Regions from separate parts of the Sus scrofa genome. Here regions 1 and 2 are each linked to region 3. A link is a contact called in public HiChIP or PLAC-seq data. All regions are on one chromosome and are shown on one strand. The core of a region is the stretch at or near the end of the contact, and the rest is flanking DNA. Distances in the headings are between cores, read along the strand shown. Region 1 holds the start of TPT1 (tumor protein, translationally-controlled 1). Region 2 has its middle 21 kb from the start of TPT1. Region 3 holds the start of COG3 (conserved oligomeric Golgi complex subunit 3).

Region 1 (2,992 bases), core at 70-2,569, 100 kb before region 3:
CTCATATTTGATAGAAAAGCAACCACCCTTCTGAGCTCATTAATAAAGTATTTGACAACCATGCCTGCTTGCTAAAAAAATCTCCATAGTTAGAAGATCCCTAAATCCTACAGGATTCCAGACATCAACGGAATGTGCCAAGATCACTTACGACTTCATATAATCTTTGATGTACTTCTTGTAGGCTTCCTTTGTGAAGCTGGTTTCCTGCAGGTGATGGTTCATGACAATATCGACACCAGTGATTACTGTGCTTTCGGTACCTTCGCCCTCGGGCCCTTCAGCGGAGGCATTTCCACCAATGAGCGAGTCATCAATGTTACCCTCTGTCCTACTGACCATCTGCGTTAAGGAAAAGTTTAGTTGCTAACACATCCTCGACCTTACCACAAAGGCATCAAAACAATTTAAGCAGCTCATACATCCCATCAGCCTTCCACTAAAGATTCTTGTTTCTTGCTGAAAACATGGGGAAAAAATTTATGACCCCTCGATTTCCTAAAACACCCTAACAATTCTTTGTTGACCAGCACGAGAAGGGGGTTGTTTACAACGAGTGGAAGTTTTGCGTGGACAGTCGGGTTGAAAAGGGCAACCGCTGAGGGCTTCGGGCTCCCAAACAGGAGACAACCTGTCCGGGACCGCCTGGGAGGATGGGCGCCCAAGTGGCGGACCTATTTCCAGACTCAGCTCCGCCTCCACTTTTCTAGAAAAACCCGAGCCCGGAAAGAGCGTCTCCTCCGCCAGGAGGCAACGGAGAGGATTGCACAACCTCGGGCGGGGGAGCGGCGGAAACCCGAGCCTGCCTGGCCTTGCCTCCTCCTCGCCGCGACCCGGCCCGACTCACCTTCCCCTCCACCTCCAGACACAGCCCGTCCGCGATCTCCCGGATCTTGTAGATGTCGGAAAACATCTCATCATCTGCCCGAGAACACAAACCCGCCAGTCAACCGTGCGCCTGAAGCCCGAGCCGGCGCCATTTCCCGCGCCGCCCCGCCCGCCGCACGCGACCCCCGCCCTTCCCCGGCGCTCGAAACCCCAGGGCGCGCGCCAAGCACCGACCTTCCTCGCTCCCGGGAGGGCGCCGGCGTCCCCCAGGCCCAGGACGGCGGCGGCGGCGGCGGCGGCCGTCTCCCCGCCCCCCACCAGACCCCCATCCCCTTCGCGCGGCAGTGGGGAAGAGTGCAGTCCCCACTCACGGCTGATGAGGTCCCGGTAGATGATCATGATGGCGGCTGGAGGGAGACGACGGCGGCGCTAGCTTAGCAGGAACCGGGAGCTCAGAGCGAGCGCGGTGCAGCCGGAGCGGCGCTCGGGGGGAGGGGGGAGCGGGCGGAAAAGGCCGACTCTGCCGCTCCCCAACCTCATATAGAGGGCACGTCCCCCTACGTCATCGCCCGCTGCGCCTCCGGAAGCGCCGTAAGCGGTGACGTGGCACGCAGAGCGGCGCGTGGGGTGGGGCCACAGCGCGAGCCGGGGGTGGGGAGGGGAGGAGGACATCCGGGGACTTGGCCTTGGGCTGCAAAGCCGTGCCCCACGCTGGGCCCTCGGGGCTTCCTAGGGGGGAGAAGTCGGGAGGGACAAGGATGGGCGACGCAGGGAAGGAGGTGCGGCGGGGGGCGGGGCAGAGGGAAATGCGGGAGCGGGTGGGGGGAGGAGCGTGCGGGGGGCTGCGAGGAGGGAAGGGCTTCCGGGCGCTGAGTGGTGGAAGTGGTGCCTGGGGCTCTGCCCCTCCCTACGCCAGGGTTGCCCTCGAAGGTGCTGGGTCTGGGTGGGGCTTCAAGTTTCCGCCTCAGGCCTCGCCCGGCGCAAGCTCCCACCCTTTCTGGGAACCAAAGTGTCAGCTGTTGGGAAGGACTTTGCATTTACGTAGGGTCCCTTTGAGGCTTTGGGAGACCGCGACTCTGTCCCCGGGGATGATGGCAGGGGGGCTGGGTTTATGACCCGCCTCCTGTGAGTTCTGGGGTCTCGGAGAACTTTTCAGCGTTTTCTCCTAGGGCTCTCCCCCTACATCGAGTTTTCGGACGCTTTTGTGGGGGCAGGGCTGAGTCCGGGTTGTGGGACCCAGGTCGTCCCTCCTGCCCCTTCGGAATAATCGTGGGGGATGTGTGTAGGAAAAGACTTGAGGGGGGAGGAAAGTGTCGCGGGAGTTTACACAGTTTTCCCATCTCTCGGCTTGGTCCTGTATGTGAAAGTTTGCGGTTCCTAACACAGGTTTAGAATCTTCACCTTTTCTGTTTGCACTTGGTCTTGAATTAGGTCGTTTGAAAAAGAGGGTATGTTGTCACTTTAAGATCGAAATTATATGCCAGGTGCCAGAGGGTTAAACATTAAAAGGAAAAGGAGCTCCCCACCTGCCCAAGTTTTATTTGGACTTTGGACCTAATTATGAGATACTTTAAAAATGCCCTTTCAGGCAAAGATTTATGCCAGTATGCAACCGGAGAACTTGTTCCATACCACGAATGTATTTGTGCTCCACTCTGTCCTTAGCGGGGGGTTTTGCTCAGAGGTCTCAACTGTGAACAGGTTAAATCCAGTCCTACCCTCACAGAAAATTTTGTTCTAGTAAATCAAAGAATTGGCCAATTATAGCACATTAATGGTTTTTCCCTGATTCAACAATAAAGCATTCCCCAGGGTAAGACAGGGCACCCCCTGTGAAGGAACAGGGCACAGGACACTGAATTGAGATGATGGAAGAATCATAATGCAAAAGAGCCAGGAAATGGGACCCTCTTGGGAGATGACGTCTAGGGCTGCACTGGACACCCTAGGAGACACTGGGTAACTGCGAGGAAGCTGAAAGTGGGATGAAGGGGATCTGAAAGCAAGTGGATATCTTCTGAGAGGTGGTCCACCAGGTGGTTTCTGGATGTGGGAGTGGAACAGATTATTATCCCAGGCATATCACAATTTAATGATTTTCCTCAACTTCAACATTTTCCAATTATTCAGAAATATTCCCATCACCCATACATTACTGTCAAAC
Region 2 (3,179 bases), core at 95-2,594, 82 kb before region 3:
GCAAAACTGTTCTCCTCACTCTCCTAAACGTGCTCCCTCTCAGCTCAGTCAAAGTCCATGATCCAGCTTCCAGAGCTTGGGTTTCCCCTCCCACACCCCACGCCCATCTGTCCCCAGTGCTGCCACTTCCACATTCTGTCCTTCTCCCCATTCTCCACGGCTGCCGCCAGTCTGAGCCACCCTCAGCCCCGCCTGAACAACTGACCCGTCTTCCGCCTCATCTTCCCACCCTCGCCTCCCAGCCATCATTATCCATTTAGCACAGTCTTGGGAGACGGAGACACTCAGAACCACTGCTTAAAAGCTTGCAGAGCTAGCTCATCGTACTTAGAATGGAACGAGCTCCTCATCAATGCCCGACGCAGTGTAGAACCCTGAGGCTGGGTGAAGCGGGACTGGCCAGGGGTTTAAATCCTGGGTCAGCAGAGTTCCCCTCATGGCTCAGCGGAAGCAAATCCAACTAGTGTCCATGAGGATGCAGGTTGGATCCATCCCTGGCCTCCCTCAGTGGGTTTGGGATCTGGCGTTGCCCCGAGCTGTGGTGTAGGTTGCAGACGTGACTCGGATCTGGCGTTGCTCTAATTGTGCTTGTGGTTTAGGGAGTCCAGCAGCTACAGCTCCAATTTGGCCCCTAGCCAGGGAGCCTTCATATGTTGTGGGTGCGGCCCTTAGAAAGAAAGAAAGAAAAAAACTGGCCACTTTACAGTTTCAGTAACTTCCAGACTTGAGTGCATTCCTTGACCTTCCAGAGGGAAATAAAAAAAAGGTTGATGACAGACTAAGAAAAGTCATCCAATTTTCAGCTTAGGAAAAAACCCCCCAAATCCTAGGTTGGCTACTGACTATCCTCAGAGAGAGATACCTCATCTCAGGTCACGCCCCAGCCCAGCCCTAGGGTGCTCCTGGCGAGTGCCTCAAAAGAGAATGCCTTAAGCCATCTGGAATCCTCTCTCTGCCTTGTGTGGCTTATTCCTTCTCAGTTCAAATCAGCTCCAGAGAACTTCCTTGACCATCCTTCCTAGAATAAGGGTCTCACAAACTAGTTCTTTTCTTCAGAGCAGCCACATCATTTGTAAGTAGGTATTTATGCTTTGTTTATTTGCTTAATACCTGCCTCCATCCCTAAACTATGAACTTCATGAGGGGAGAGGTATTTTGTTTTTGTTTTTTTTTTCTTTTCCCCTTCTTTTTTTGGCCTTGTTTTGTACTGGAAGAGTGCTTGGGATTTACCAGGCATTCAATAAAATATTGTTGGGAAGATTGAATGAGTAAATGAATCAAGTCCGGGCAACTACTACAGAAGCAACTTTTTACCCACGGGTGCCCCAAACTACCGAATAACCCAGGTATGTACCCACCTCCCCCCTCACTCCCTGCCAAATGCTTGTGGCTAGCGCTGTTCTGACTAAAAACAAATTCTCAATTCATTTGTCCATTCATAAATAGAATATGATTGTTACGCATCTTCTTGGTCAGCGAGTATTAGTAATCATGGGTGGGGAACTGCGGCTCGCGCCTGTCTACACCCTCCTGAAGGGAGATGGTGGCACTTTAGGTTTAACCGCGTGTCCGGCAGAGGGCGCTGCGGAGACACGGCTGTCGCGGGCGCAGGCGCAGCCCCGAGGGAGGGGCGGGGCGAGAGTAGAATGACGTTCTAAATGACGGCTGTGACAACTGTTAGCAAGTTCTCCGGAGGTTTTCTAAGCTCTAGGCGGCCAGTAACAAGCAGTGGTTTCCGAGTCCCGGCTGCGTATCACTGGGATCTGGAGAGATTTTTGCAAAATACTGATTTCTGGATGGAACCTCCCAAAGATTCTTGTTCAGCAGGACCTGGGCGGGCTCTAGACCCTTTTGAAGATATTCCCAAGTGATTTTGATGATCGAGAGATTTGGGGACCCATTGATGGAAATTCCCCAGGGCCAACTTGGGAAGCCGAAGGGGAGAAGCGGGGGAGGAAGTGACAAATCCGGTTTCCATCCCCAACCCTGTTGCATTTTAGCTGTGACCTTTCTGGGCGCTCCCCCCACCCCGCCCGGTAAAATGGAGATAGTAAAGATGGAGCTGGGATGCCTTGTACGGTTATTTTAAGGGTGAAAGGATATCCAGGTGTAAAGATGTTAATACGTGTTCAAAGTGAGATCATCTCTAATCTGAATCAAAGGCAGAAGAGGCGTTCGGTACCTTCCTGTGTCTCTCCATCCAGAGGGAGGAGGGAACCCAGCAATCCAATCATTTGGGAACTGACTGTAATATTTAGCTCTGGAACCTCCAGGCCACTTCTGTCTGTGCCTGCCTTTGGTTTAATCACTTTTCCTCCAGAGGGCGGACAAGAACAACCCTATGGGGAGATAAAGGACTGTGGTTCTAGACGTCAGCAGGAATCTTGTGCAGCATTTAGGGAACCCCGATATGTTTCAGATGGGGCAGCAGATTCAGAAAGGTTGAGAGACTTACCCAAGGTCACACAGCTGGTGAGCACAAAGCCTGGGTCAGTGCTGCCTCTGGAAGTTTTGTGGTGAAGCTTTTGCATCTTGCCTTTGTCCTCCAGAGAAAAGAAATGAACGCTTCCTGCCTTCCTATTTCAGGAATGATAATGGAGGGCCATTTTTATTGCGTTTCCAACAGATCAGTCTTGCAACAAAAGAGGAATGATAGTAGTAATAACAAATGCCATCGTTAAGTTGCCTGGCATGCTCCAGAAGCTTAGGCACATGTCTCCTGTAATCCTCATCTTATCCTGTGCATGAATTCATCAAAGGCTGATTAAGACATCCAAGGGTTCCAGGCACTGGGGATGTGCAGTGAGCAGGCAAGCTCCCTGCTCTGATGCAGCCTGCATTCTGCTGAGAATTGAGAAACTGACAAAGACGATCACAGAAATAAGGTGATTTCAGAGGGTGCTAAGAGCTTTGAGAAAAACAGAACGAAGTGATGTGATGGAAAATGCCTGGGAACCCAAACTGAACCTGAGCAGGACCCTGTGGGTCCCTCCCCGGTACCAAAGCGCACCCGACCCCCTTTCTTGTTTGTAGAAAAAGGCTTTTGGAGTTCCTGACGTGGCCCAGCAGAAACAAACCTGACTGTATCCATGAGGACGCAGGTTTGATCCACTGGCCTGGCTCAGTGGATTAAGGATCTGGCATTGCAGTGAGCCCTGATTGCAGATGCGGCTCAGATC
Region 3 (3,035 bases), core at 503-3,002:
CCAGGCTAGGGGTAGAATCAGAGCTACAGCCACTGGCCTACACCACAGCCACAGCAATGCCAGATCCAAGCTGTGTCCTCAGACTACACAGCTTATGGCAATACCAGATCCTTAACCCACTGAGCGAGGCCAGGGATCGAACCCTGCCTGGTTCCCATGGAGGCTAGTCTCATTCGTTACCATGGAGCCATGATGGGAACTCCAGGACTGCCCTTTATTAACCAGTATCCTGAACAGGTGCCAAACCTCCCTAGGATTCAGTTTTTCATTCATTAGATGAAGATAATAGTAATGATTTTCACCAGCTTCCTCCTTGGTTTAAAGTGAGGAGCAGATGAGACGTACTGTGGACTCTGACATGAGCATCAGCAGGGTCTTGTGCAGTGCTCAGATTTTAGTCACTGAGTGGGGCTGACCAGGGTGAGACTGAAGTACCCACTGGAAGGAGATCTTGGGATGTCTGTCTCCACCTCCTCTGCTTTCTGTTCCCATCCCTGCCTCTTGTCCCTCAGGCATCCTTCCGTTTCCAGGGGTCTATTCTAAGACATTAGCGGCTAAAAAGGCTTAAGCAGCAAAGATATGGCTCTGGAACGTGGAGTTTCAGACATTTATAACAGGTAATGGGGAAGTTCACCTCTATCTATGCCTTTAGGGCAGCAGGTATTTCCCAGAGACAATTCTGACCCACTGAGCCACAAGGGAACCCCCAGCAAGAATTCCTTTTTTTTTTCTTGTATTTCTTTTTTTAGGGCCTCGCCTGCAGCATATGAATATTCCCAGGTTAGAGGTCAAATAAGAGCTGCAGCTACCAGCCACAGCCACAGCCACTCGGGGTCCGAGCTGTGTCTGCAACCTACACAGCTCATAGCAACGAGGGATCCTTAACTCACTGAACAGGGCCAGGGATCATCACCGCTGAGCCACGACAGGAACTCCCCAGCAGGAATTTCTTAAACCAGAGCCTGTGAATGATTTTTTAAATGTGTTTTCATTTCATATACTTAAAATATATATGTGTGTATATATACATATATATATATATATATATGTATATATATAGTTCCAGAATCATCAGTGTGAATTGTGCCACATCTGAGGCATGCAAAAGTTCCTGGACCAGGAACTGAACCTGAGCCACAGCAGTGATAACGCCAGTCCTTAACTACTAGGCTACCAGGGAACTCCCAACGTGAGTGTTTTATACCTTAGAATTGCCATATGCTTCCTTCTTCCCTGCCCTTCTAATAGCTGCATTTGTGACCCACACCACAGCCCATGGCAACTCGGGATACTTAACCCACTGAGCAAGGCCGGGGATTGAACCCGCGTGCTCATGGATCCCAGTCTGGTTGAGCCAACACAGGAGCTCCAAACCTTTGAGGTTTTGTGTGTTTTCATAAATTAAGTTTCTAACAGCAGAATCATTGGATGTTGGAGAAGTTGTGGAAATTGTTAATATATTAATATGGAAATCAGCATATACACACTCAAGCCAGGCTATTAGGCTGTGAGCAGAGAGCAGCATTAGATCCCAGAACCAAAGAAAACTGGTGCCCTCAGGGTTACTAAGCACAGTTGTCAAAAAGAACACGTAACAATAAAGTTATTTATTTTGAGGAGGAGACTTCCGGTAGGGGCATTTCTTTTTCCGCCAGGGCCTATGTTCGTCATCTTCTCAGTTTACATTCCAACCGGAAATGCTTGTACCCCGTGTAAAGCCACGTCGGTCCTGGCCTCAGTCCCGCCCACGCAGAGGGGGGAAGCGCTTCCGGGGTCAGGGGTGTTCTGGCTCGCCCCGCCCCGGCGCCGGTGCCCTGCTGGAAGGCCTGGCTCTCCCGGAAGTGGCCCGGGCCTCTCTCTGTTGGGGTCCCCACCTCCCTGCTGCTGCTGCTGCTGCGGGCCGCAGGGGGGGCAGCGATGGCGGAGGCGGCGCTGCTGCTGCTGCCAGAGGCGGCAGCGGAGCGGGATGCACGGGAGAAGCTGGCCCTCTGGGATGGAAGACTGGACACTACGGCGCCGCTGACGGACCGGCAGACAGACTCGGTGCTGGAGCTGAAGGCGGCGGCCGAGGACCTGCCCGTGCCGACCGAGGTGAGGTGACGGTCTGGAGCTGGCTGCTCTGCTCCGCTGCCGCGCCGGTGGACCCCGGCCTTGCAGACCCCGGCCTTGAGACCCCTGTCCAGGGTCTCTCCTCTCCTCCCGGGTCACGGTGGCAGCTCTGGTGGGAGAGGCCCCTTCACCTTCCTGGGCTGTCAGGCCTCGTGCCGCTCCGGACTGCCGACCTCTCCCCTCTGGCGCGGAGACGGCAGTGGGGGGTGTCCAGTGGCTAGTGGCGCTGAACGTGGGACAGTTGGCCCCGAACCTTGCCCTGGCTTCTTGCCCCCGGTGTCCCTGGTGTCAGCGAGACATGGTCCTGCTGCCCACCGCCTCTCGGAAGGAGAAGGCGCTGAACCCCAAGTGCTTTGCTTCAGGACAGACTCCTGTGGGTATTCATTTAACCACCTTAATGAATAGCCTAGCGTCCTTTTTCCGTAGGGGTACTTGGGGAGACCAAAGTTGATCCCTGGTGAGTTTCATTCATCGCACACTGAGCAGTGAGCTCTCGATCGAGTACAGGTTAATGGGAGAGCCGATTTATATTTGACTTAGAGCAAAGCAATAAAAATTTTTCTTTGAAAGTTGGGTCAGTACATTATTAGATAATGCTAGTTTTTATGTTAACTTTTAAAATTCTGGTTACCTTTGAGATCTTATGTATTATCACTGCTTGTGGAATTCAGTTCAGTTAGTTAATAATAGCAAGTAGTACGTTTTATGAATTGTCAGTTATTTGAAAAACTTTTTCTTATTTTGAGGACCGGGTTTAGGGAGATTATTTTATTAGCCACTGATGGTTACTTTGGATGTTGGAAGCATTCTTTTTATACAATTTGGAATTGTGACCAAAGGCAGATTGAATAGAGACTTTAACTTTTTTTTTTTCCTGCCCTGGCACTCTAGAGATTAAGAACTTTGGTTTGAAAGTTCTTGCCACT

What was found. HiChIP or PLAC-seq counts read pairs in DNA pulled down with a chosen protein or histone mark.
Region 1: an H3K27ac HiChIP or PLAC-seq map of alveolar macrophages shows a contact between it and region 3. The contact joins the promoter of TPT1 here to the promoter of COG3 in region 3. A contact is called at or near these places in 2 of 5 promoter capture datasets (fetal liver and liver), 14 of 47 Hi-C or Micro-C datasets (alveolar macrophages, blood, brain and 8 more) and 2 of 2 datasets of contacts at active chromatin or transcription factors (alveolar macrophages and skeletal muscle).
Region 2: an H3K27ac HiChIP or PLAC-seq map of skeletal muscle shows a contact between it and region 3. The contact joins the enhancer-like site here to the promoter of COG3 in region 3. A contact is called at or near these places in 11 of 47 Hi-C or Micro-C datasets (alveolar macrophages, brain, embryonic fibroblasts and 5 more) and 2 of 2 datasets of contacts at active chromatin or transcription factors (alveolar macrophages and skeletal muscle).

Annotation. Positions count from the first base shown.
Region 1 is chr11:21,927,621-21,930,612 of Sscrofa11.1, reverse strand. TPT1 (tumor protein, translationally-controlled 1) reads right to left here and starts at 1,319. Exons shown (of 6, transcript NM_214373.1): 1 at 1,200-1,319; 2 at 848-921; 3 at 152-342. The coding sequence starts at 1,227.
Region 2 is chr11:21,906,991-21,910,169 of Sscrofa11.1, reverse strand. No RefSeq gene overlaps it. Among named protein-coding and RNA genes, the nearest start is that of TPT1, 21 kb to the left of the region's middle. Within about 2 kb of position 1,344, at least 40 of the 83 cell types and tissues checked have an H3K27ac peak or open chromatin away from gene starts, as enhancers often do. A contact at or near this core is called in alveolar macrophages, embryonic fibroblasts, liver and 3 more, where this site is marked.
Region 3 is chr11:21,825,643-21,828,677 of Sscrofa11.1, reverse strand. COG3 (conserved oligomeric Golgi complex subunit 3) reads left to right here and starts at 1,752. Exons shown (of 22, transcript XR_002336675.1): 1 at 1,752-2,091.